Linked DNA regions of Cydia pomonella: region 1 is linked to region 2. The links are chromatin contacts, called in public Hi-C maps. All regions are on one chromosome and are shown on one strand. The core of a region is the stretch at or near the end of the contact, and the rest is flanking DNA. Distances in the headings are between cores, read along the strand shown.

What was found. A called contact is a pair of places that touch in the nucleus more often than the background predicts.
Region 1: a Hi-C map of whole body shows a contact between it and region 2, with 6 times the contacts expected there. The contact joins the promoter of LOC133525962 here to the promoter of LOC133525952 in region 2. A contact is called at or near these places in 2 of 2 Hi-C or Micro-C datasets (both in whole body).

What each region holds. Positions count from the first base shown.
Region 1 is chr15:14,757,223-14,761,687 of ilCydPomo1, forward strand. LOC133525962 (V-type proton ATPase subunit D) reads right to left here and starts at 2,336. Exons shown (of 6, transcript XM_061862408.1): 1 at 2,185-2,336; 2 at 1,949-2,066; 3 at 1,629-1,776; 4 at 220-435. The coding sequence starts at 2,225. LOC133525960 (myoneurin-like) reads left to right here and starts at 2,782. Exons shown (of 5, transcript XM_061862405.1): 1 at 2,782-3,001; 2 at 3,115-3,304; 3 at 3,845-4,226; 4 at 4,426-4,465. The coding sequence starts at 3,190.
Region 2 is chr15:14,218,697-14,223,188 of ilCydPomo1, forward strand. It overlaps LOC133525952 (persulfide dioxygenase ETHE1, mitochondrial), which reads left to right and starts at 2,484. Exons shown (of 6, transcript XM_061862389.1): 1 at 2,484-2,692; 2 at 3,941-4,061. The coding sequence starts at 3,942. LOC133525948 (tubulin-specific chaperone cofactor E-like protein) reads right to left here and starts at 1,626. Exons shown (of 9, transcript XM_061862384.1): 1 at 1,492-1,626; 2 at 930-1,221.

The sequences.
Region 1 (4,465 bases), core at 1,086-3,585, 540 kb after region 2:
CACCAAAAGCTTACTTGAGCCCAGTGAATCTTTCCATCACTTCCTTCCATGTTTACACTCTTTAGGGAGGTGCAAGAAGACATCTATCGTCGTGATTTTATATTTTTTAAATTTTAATTCAGCTTGTACTTGAAAGATTCATGGCTGACATTGAGCATCAATTGTAAGGTAACCTCTTACAACATTGGGAAGGTTAAGTATAGTTTAGCTTGAACTTACCGTGCTCAATAGCGTTGACACGCCTGTTAGTGATCTTGATGACTTCATCTAAAGTGACGAACGAGGTCTGGAGTGACGCAAGCTCGACCAGCAGTTTGACGGCACTCTGGAAGTTCTTCTTCAGCTTCGAGAGTTGCTGACCACCGCGCGCGAGACCCGCGAGCTCGTACGTGTCTGAACCGTCTTGATATGACTCGAAGATCGGCAGTGTGACACCTGGGAAAAGAATTAATAATACATAAATAGTTTAGAAATAGATCATGATTACACTAAAGAAAAAGTTACTAAGCCATCTAGTGGCGGAGGCTGGATTCGAGCTGCCATCTAGAGCTATTGAGGCTAACGGCCCATGCCAATGTCTCGACTACATGCCACCTTAGGCATCTTTGGCTTCCAACTATAAGGGCGAGCAGTACGTGCGTGCATGTGTGTACGTGCGGTGTGACTACTTGTAAAACACAAATTTATAATAAATAACTAACTGTCTTTGATATATGGCATCAGACATTTTTGCGGTTTTTGAGAATAATTTGTGTGCAAATGAGTATGTTACCAAGAAAAGAGTTAAATATAAAACAAAAATATTTTATGAAATGTTTGAATTATGAATAGCAAACAGTAATATCTCACTGCCATATATTTAAGTATGTAAAACATTTGAATATCAAAATTAATGCTGTTTTAGAATATTAGTAATATCTCACTGCCATATATTTAAGTATATAAAACATTTGAATATCAAAATTAATGCTGTTTTAGAATATTAGTAATATCTCACTGCCATATATTTAAGTATATAAAACATTTGAATATCAAAATTAATGCTGTTTTAGACTATGGCAAAAAATTTATGAATATAAAGGTTTCATTATTCTCAAACAAAGAATCGATTTTGTACGAAATAAGATAAAAGACAGAATAACAATCTAATAGAAATTGTATCTGTGTTTTTGATAGAGGATTATCAACCTAACTACTACTAAAACGTTAACTAGCCAATGTAAGGGGCTTAACTTAATGGTAACTTGCAATACTTTACACAAATAGCCGGGTCCACGTCCAGGAGATAGCCTTGTGCGTATGCTCGCTCTGTGTGGACCCAGCTATTGAAAAAGTTTTTGTTAATGTAGATTCCTGTGTAAGTTCTAAATAACAAATGCATAAATATTTTTTAGAAAATAAACAAATAATTAAGTATGTGGGGACTATCTTACACAGATCAACCGAGCCCCAAACTAGGCAAAGCTTGTACTATGGGTACTAAGCAATAGTAAAATTATCACTAACTTGTTTTTTTTTAATTACAATTATTTCATCCATCTGGCAGTTATTATTAATTGACAACAGTAAGCTATATCTTCTCAAATTTGTTGCAAATTGTTATACATTTATGTATAGAATGTACCTACCAGCAACATTGTCTTTCTTGGAACGGATCTTGATCTGTGCCTTGGTCACATTCTGCAACACCACCTGGTTGAAGTCTCCCGTCGTGAACTTTGCTTCAGCCAGGGAGAACGCTGCTTCCTTCATCACTTCACCCATAAGGGTCTTTGTCTAATGAAAAAAAGGTTACCCATTAAGCAATATTCAATATAATTCAAGGTCCTCAAATAATTGCTTTCAGTCTTTATTGTTTAAGAAATTCCCGCTATTTAAAGCAAGTTTCAGTATAGTAAGACATAGGTATTACGCAGAAAACTGAGAACAAGAGATATACAAGACTTACCTCAATGATTTTTCCCAAGATCATACGGAACCTCACTTGCAAGGCATCAGCCTTTTTCTTGAGGAGACCATGGCCCTTAACAGCTCCGGCCAGACGGGCCTTTATTAACATCTGAGCTCTGAAAATCCAAGATACATTGATTATATACAGAAATTATGGTACCACCCTGTTATTGGTCTAGTTTTTACGCGACTGTTTTATGTCCTGAAAAACTTAATGTAGCGCTAAATACTTACCCCCGAGAAGGGAAAATTTGTAGTTTATCTTTCCCAGACATATTGATTTACGAATTTATCCCTTTTCAGAATTCCTCACTCCCAATCACCTGATGACAGAAGACAAGTTGGTTGATAAAAGTGTTGTCTATGCTTGGTCTTGTGATCTCGTCATAATTTGAGTTATGATTTTTTTTTTTACAAATGATTAAATAAAGCTATTGTATAGAAATCAATTGGTTTTAATAAATAAAAAACAATTATAGGTAAAATTTTGTATTTCATAATGGTTTGTAAGATTATTGTGTTGTGTGGCTGTATACCGTAGGATTAGAACTTTCAAGGTTTTAAAACTAATTTCGGTCATAGACATCATGCGTTTATGAAGGTGGTTAAATATAGTAAGAACCATCTTAATGTATTTGAATATTTTATTTTTATCGGTATTCCTGATAAAGCCAACCCCAAATCTGAAAATTAAAATACTTTTGAAACAAGAAATAAATAGCTACTTAAAACATTATTAAAGTTTATGAATATTAGAAGACGTTTATGAAGCTTGATATTTAGGGCTTAGGAATTTTTCTATTTCGAAACGTCAAAAATTCAGCAATCAAATAATCAAATCAACCAAAACCAAACTTAGCCAAACCAAGCAGATACAAAATATTGTCCTGCTTTTTGTTTGGGATGGAGTAATCAGCCGTCAATAAACGACCTTAGCGACCGACTATCTGCCAACTTGACTGAATAAGCAAATTCAATTATTATAATTTATACAGTGTCGAAAAACTACGTCAAAATAGGGACACAGAATATTACACGTAGTGTCGAGCAGGTAGCTTTTTTTTCTATTGTAATTTTATTTATTGCAATAAATCTTTACCGATTGAAGATCGTTTGTCGAAGACCGGTTATATCAATTAGGCTAACGTATTCTTTTTTTTACAGACGGCAACCATAAAGCGGAAATAATGAACAACAAACAAATTCCGAGTTGAGTCCAATTAAATTCCATACTTTAACATGGAGAATCTCTGCCGTGTTTGTTTAAAAGAAGGAGCCAATATATCAATATTTGATAGCAAAGACGAAAACAGTGTATATACTAAACTCTCTTTATGTGTTAGGGAAAAGGCGAGTATTTCTACTACTACTTACCAGTTTTCTGATCTTTCGTAATTTAACCTTTTAACGTCAACTGACGCACGCCACTACATCCCAATATCAACCTTCGTGCATTGCGTCAAGGTTCATGATGGCGCGACGCACACGAGGCGAAGGGTTCAAAGGATTAAAGAAAAGTATAAGTTGTCTTACGAAACCTATGTTCTTATAAGATTCTTGTTGGAAAGAAGACATTGATATAGACGATAAAACGTTCCCAAGACCTGTATTTCTGCTATTTCTTAAGGTGCTTGTTTGATATGGTTTCTTATGTATACCTGTTTCCCCACCCACTAACCCAATTATAGTACCAATTAACTCTTTGACCTCCAAAGACTGATGCATGTGGCTACAGCTCAATATAAACAAGGTTCATGATGATGTGCCAAGCATTATAGGTGTGACATTCAAAGGGTTAAATTTGTAGTTTTTGTTGGATCAGAGAGAGTTAAGATTTTGTTTATGCCATTGGGACTCAATAATAATACTTCTTCTTTAAATAACTTACAGGTAGAGGACCTTGAAGGATATCCCCGCAATATATGCATAGTATGTTACAGCACCTTAGAGTCTGTCTGTGCTTTTATCAAAAAATACAAGGAGTCACACAAGGTTCTAGAAAGTGGGCTAATCCCAATAAAACATGAGCCCTGTGAGGACAACAATACTTATAATGACATCAACAATGACCAATCAGATATTGAAATAGAAGTATGTGCACTTAAAACCGAACCCCAAGATACTAATGATGTTTTAGGGGAACCACTGAAGTTGAAAATTGACAAATTAAAACATTTATCCATTAAGAGAGTTATAAAAAAAGAAGAAGATTCTAATCCAGAAAATGAGTGTGTGGATCTTACTGAAGAGCCTGCCACAAAAAAGAAGACAAAAAGGTATGTCTAATTAGATAATGCTCATTGTTTCATACATACTTTTATAATGCGTAACATGACAAATATTCCATCTTTTTAATATTTGTATACAGGATTTCCAAGCAGTAAGTATATCTCACCATAAAATTAAACGAAAACAGTTAAATGTCAATTTAAATATTACTATACAAAATTCATTAATCAAGAAATTGCATTACAGCACCAAAACAGAAACAAGACTATCATTGAAAGAATATAAG
Region 2 (4,492 bases), core at 1,234-3,733:
TGTAATTATTTAAAATAATGATGTATATCCGTTTAGGTTATCGTTAAGAATTCAATTAATTTATTGTTATTCTGTAAATCGGTAGACAGGCTGCCTAATTAAAAATCATTGCGGAGTTAATTAAATTCAAATGCGTCGGGACAAGGTCAATAAAATAACTTCCATACCATTTTTTTATGAGTACCTATTACAGGTAATAAGTACTCTCCATCTACCTACCTGTAGAGTTAGACCAAGGTAAAACTGCAGCGATAGTGATAGCCCAAACTCTGCAAGTGTTATTTTAAACGGCAAAGTTCTTCGAAATAGTGACGTATAAATAACACTTGCACTGTATACTGTATGTGTTGTCAAAATCGTTGCAGTTTCCTTGGTTTAACTCTATAAACGCGTGATATAATTGTAAGTGTGATATTATGGCAGGACTGTACAACATAACATACCTACATCCTAATAGTACTAGACTATAGAATTTTAGCCACAGCCTAGTATAGTGATTTGAGTCGCGGAACCCATTCACTAAACATGAATGACAACGTTTTTCCCAACTACAAGTACGTACTAAAGTGCTTTAATCGAAACAATCATCCGCAAAAGGTTGGGACATTTTGAAAATTATCTTTTAGTGATGGGAAAATCTGGTTCGTGCAAAGAAAACAAAAGAACCAACACTTCGTCCTTCGCACGTTGTTTATTTTTTTTATCGCGCGATTAACGGCGTACCTAGTCACCTAGAACAAGGAAATGCCTTGTAGTTTATATAGAATAGCGGCACTTGACTATCAGCCATAGCCGTAAAACTGGTTTTAACTGGCCAGTGCGATGCAGTAATGATAAAGAAAAAACAAATAAAAAACAACTCAGGTTTTTAAACTGGGTCTTTTATAGGTCACTAGAGGTAGTACTGTAACTAATCTATGTGTACTCACCCTATGAAGTGTAGCAGCTATTCAGATAAAATCCAAAATATAATTTGTCAATCACGTTCTCATCAATTTGTCGAATAAAACAAAAATCTACATAATTCGAGTTTGGTTCCTATGAAATCCTTTGGTATAGGAGCAACAAAAAACACTGTTATGTAAACAAAGATTAACACTTCGTCAAAATTGTGCGGGTGTGGGTTACATGAGCACTGTAATTCTTATATGATTGTAGGGTGACAGATGTTCACATGTTTTATTGCATCTAATAAGAGTCCCATACGATCTTGGTAACGCACTGAAACCAAAATGACAACAGTCAATGTTTACATCAATAGCAAGCGAGCGCGGCGCAGCCCGCACGCACACTAATGGCTCTCGACGCTCGTGTGTACGACGCCGAGGTATCGACTGGCTATAGTGGGGATGAAGGGGGTCAATGACGCTACCAGCTGAGCACTGCAGCAAGAGCGAGTAGGCATCATGTAAAACCACGTGTGTTATGAAATAGGAATACAACAAAATGAAGCACACAATGATAAATATTAAGATTTTTTTTTTTACGTACGTGTAGATTTCCCACCCCAGATTTTCTCAATGTTTGCCTAAAATGTATTATACTCTGCATTTGAAGTTTTTTTTATCGTTTTTACATTTCCTGTTTTCAAAGCGTTAATTTTCTGACGTCTGTTTCCAGTCAAAATAAATAAAAAATAAATATGAACAAAGAAGTATTGTTTACATATAAAAGTAGGTTTAAATAAAAAAAGTTACGTATGTATGCCGACAAATTTTGTTCGCCGACTATAATTATCAGGTTGATATCAGCTGAAGGCGAATGAAATTTTTAAGTAAATTAAAACAAAAAACTATACTCCTCCCTTTCTTTTGGGACAGTAATAGTGTATAGAATGAATATAACCATTGAATACTTAGGACCTAGGATAATACTGAGGACCGCGGACTGAGGATGCGAAAAGAGGAAAATCGGCGATAGAAAGGCAGATAGAGTTAGATCAGTTAGATAAAAATATGTCTGTGGTGATTTTGGTAGCCTAGAGCAAGTGATATTTTAATGACGCCTAATGGAACCCAAATTATCGTGTTGCATCTCCTTTCTTATTTCCTTTTTGGTATATTGCGATCCAAATTTACCCGGTCAAACATGTTTGTCAGTAAGAAAAGGCGCGAATTTCAAATTTTCTATGGGACGACCAACCTTCGCGCCTACATTTTTCAAATTTACCGCTTTTTCTACTGACGGAAATGGTTTGACAGACTATATTAATAAAATTGAAATTTCACCAGCTTGGCAGCGCAGTCATCTACGTCGTAGCCCAAAGAGTAAAGTACCGTAGCCTGTAGGGAGACTAAATCTATATACCTACCTAAAATGAGGGAATTTTAGGATATATTTGTTGCAACACTGAAGTGTAGCTGTCACTGTCACTGTTTTTTTTTTTTTTTTTTTTTTTAATGGCTTCGCGCTCCTGGCGCATTCAGCCAGACGAGTAAATCTGTCACTGTTAGTTGTCACTGTTGTCATTGTCAACTTGTCAGTGTCAAGTGTTATAAGATGACCCATGCCCGGTGTGATGAAGACGACACTACAACAATCAGATCAAAGCAAATTATCAAAAGAATGCGATAAGTGTTACATAAACGATAAGTTTTACAAGCAACAGCAAACACGACATTGAGCAGTCGTTACTGTCTACCTGAATTGCCCAGCAGAACAATTAAATCTGGAGAACAAATTGGAACTTCAGGTATTTATTTTATTTGAACAAGTTTTTATTAAGGTACATATTTATGTTTATTGTTGTGTGTAGATGTATTTTATTATAGATACGTATTTCATTTTGTTGTTTTGAATTTTCTTGGGTTTGGTAATTTCAGTTATAGATAAAAGTAATTAACACAGGAAAAAGTTTGTATATTATTTACAAATTTTTATTATAAATTTACAGTTTACGCCAACACACCTATAAGGAATTTCAAAATATTGATGTACAGACAAAACTTATGATTCATTGCTACCATAATGCGAGGATCTTCTATATCCAGATCCCGCAGTCAGCGTCAGAGCCAAATTCCATATAAGCACTCAAAAAAGATGTGTGGTGGGTTGAAAAGTTAGGATACCTTTGTACCTTGTCACCACATCAATATTACTTTTTAATAGAATTACATCTATGGGGTACTTATATGCATTTTATCAGTTGATGTACCCAACACTATTTGTACTTGGTACAGTTGGGTGTACCGAGTTGGAGAAGAAATAAGATTTAAGTAACTTGAGAGTTTCAGTTAAGTAGTGTTTTTATATTTTATGTACTTAGTATTATTGCCAATGTTTCGTTTTTTTTTAATGTAATATATATTACATGTTGGACTAGTCTGTAAGTGGTATGTATAACTGATTATAATAATATAATTAAAAAAACTAAATTATACAAAATGCATGTACTTTTAAAAGCAAATTAAATAAATATTAGTTTTTATTGTAATGCTAAAGCTATTTGACTCGAGATTGCTTAGCAATAAAATGTTATTCTGTGAGTCATACATTGTCCTCTCAATACCTATAATTTGAGCAAGAACAATGTCCCATTATATTTATCAGTAAATACTGTGCTGTCTAAGTTGATAGTCACGTAAGTAGCAAGTTTGAAAACATGTAGTACTTGAAAAATATTTGTATTTTTTTCTAATTGTTTAATTTAAAAAATAGTCAAGACCAATGAAAAATTTGTATACATAATAAGATAATTACCATTTTTCATTGCTATTGCTATTTTAAATCAGAGTTAAGTGCCTAGCTTATTTTTTGGTGTATTCCATCTGTGCCCCAGTCAGGGCAATATTTTTCTATAATCAGCGTTTTGCTATGAATGCTTAGTGTTTGTTTTTTTATCATAAGACAGTGACACGTTTGTTGCTTCAATGCTAATATTATTCAACATAACAATAAACAATGACTATGCAGCTGTTACAGTTAGATATTATCTCGGCAGGATGGTGACACTGACAATTGGAATGAAGACAGCAAAGGCAGTGCGTTTGCTGGTGCGGCCGGCTATGCAAACAAGGTTTGCTTCAAGCATGGACAAGGGATCTAACTTTTTTTTTAGACAAGTAAGTTCATTATTTTTGTACTATTTATTAGTGAGCAGCTTAATGCCAAATATTTAGTAGTAATAAGACTTTTTTATATAAATAAAAAAAAACACAAACACAACCAGACAAATGGCACATGTACATTTGTACAAAGGTGAATATATCCTTTAAGGGATCTCTTCCAGTTAACCTTTAAGCAATTGGAGAGAATTATTTATCTCGTAAAGTGTAATTATTATCATTTATTATAATTATCAAGAGCTAACACCCATTTGTAATTCTCATTTAATTTAAGTTTCTGATCTGTTTGTTAGAAAGTAAATTAAATAAGTATTCTAGTTTTATGTTACTTTTATCTTTTTTAGCCTTGATTAGCTACTTTATGTTGTGTGGAATGTTGTTTACGATAATAATCTACTAAAGCTATAACAGTTCAATTTATGATTGAG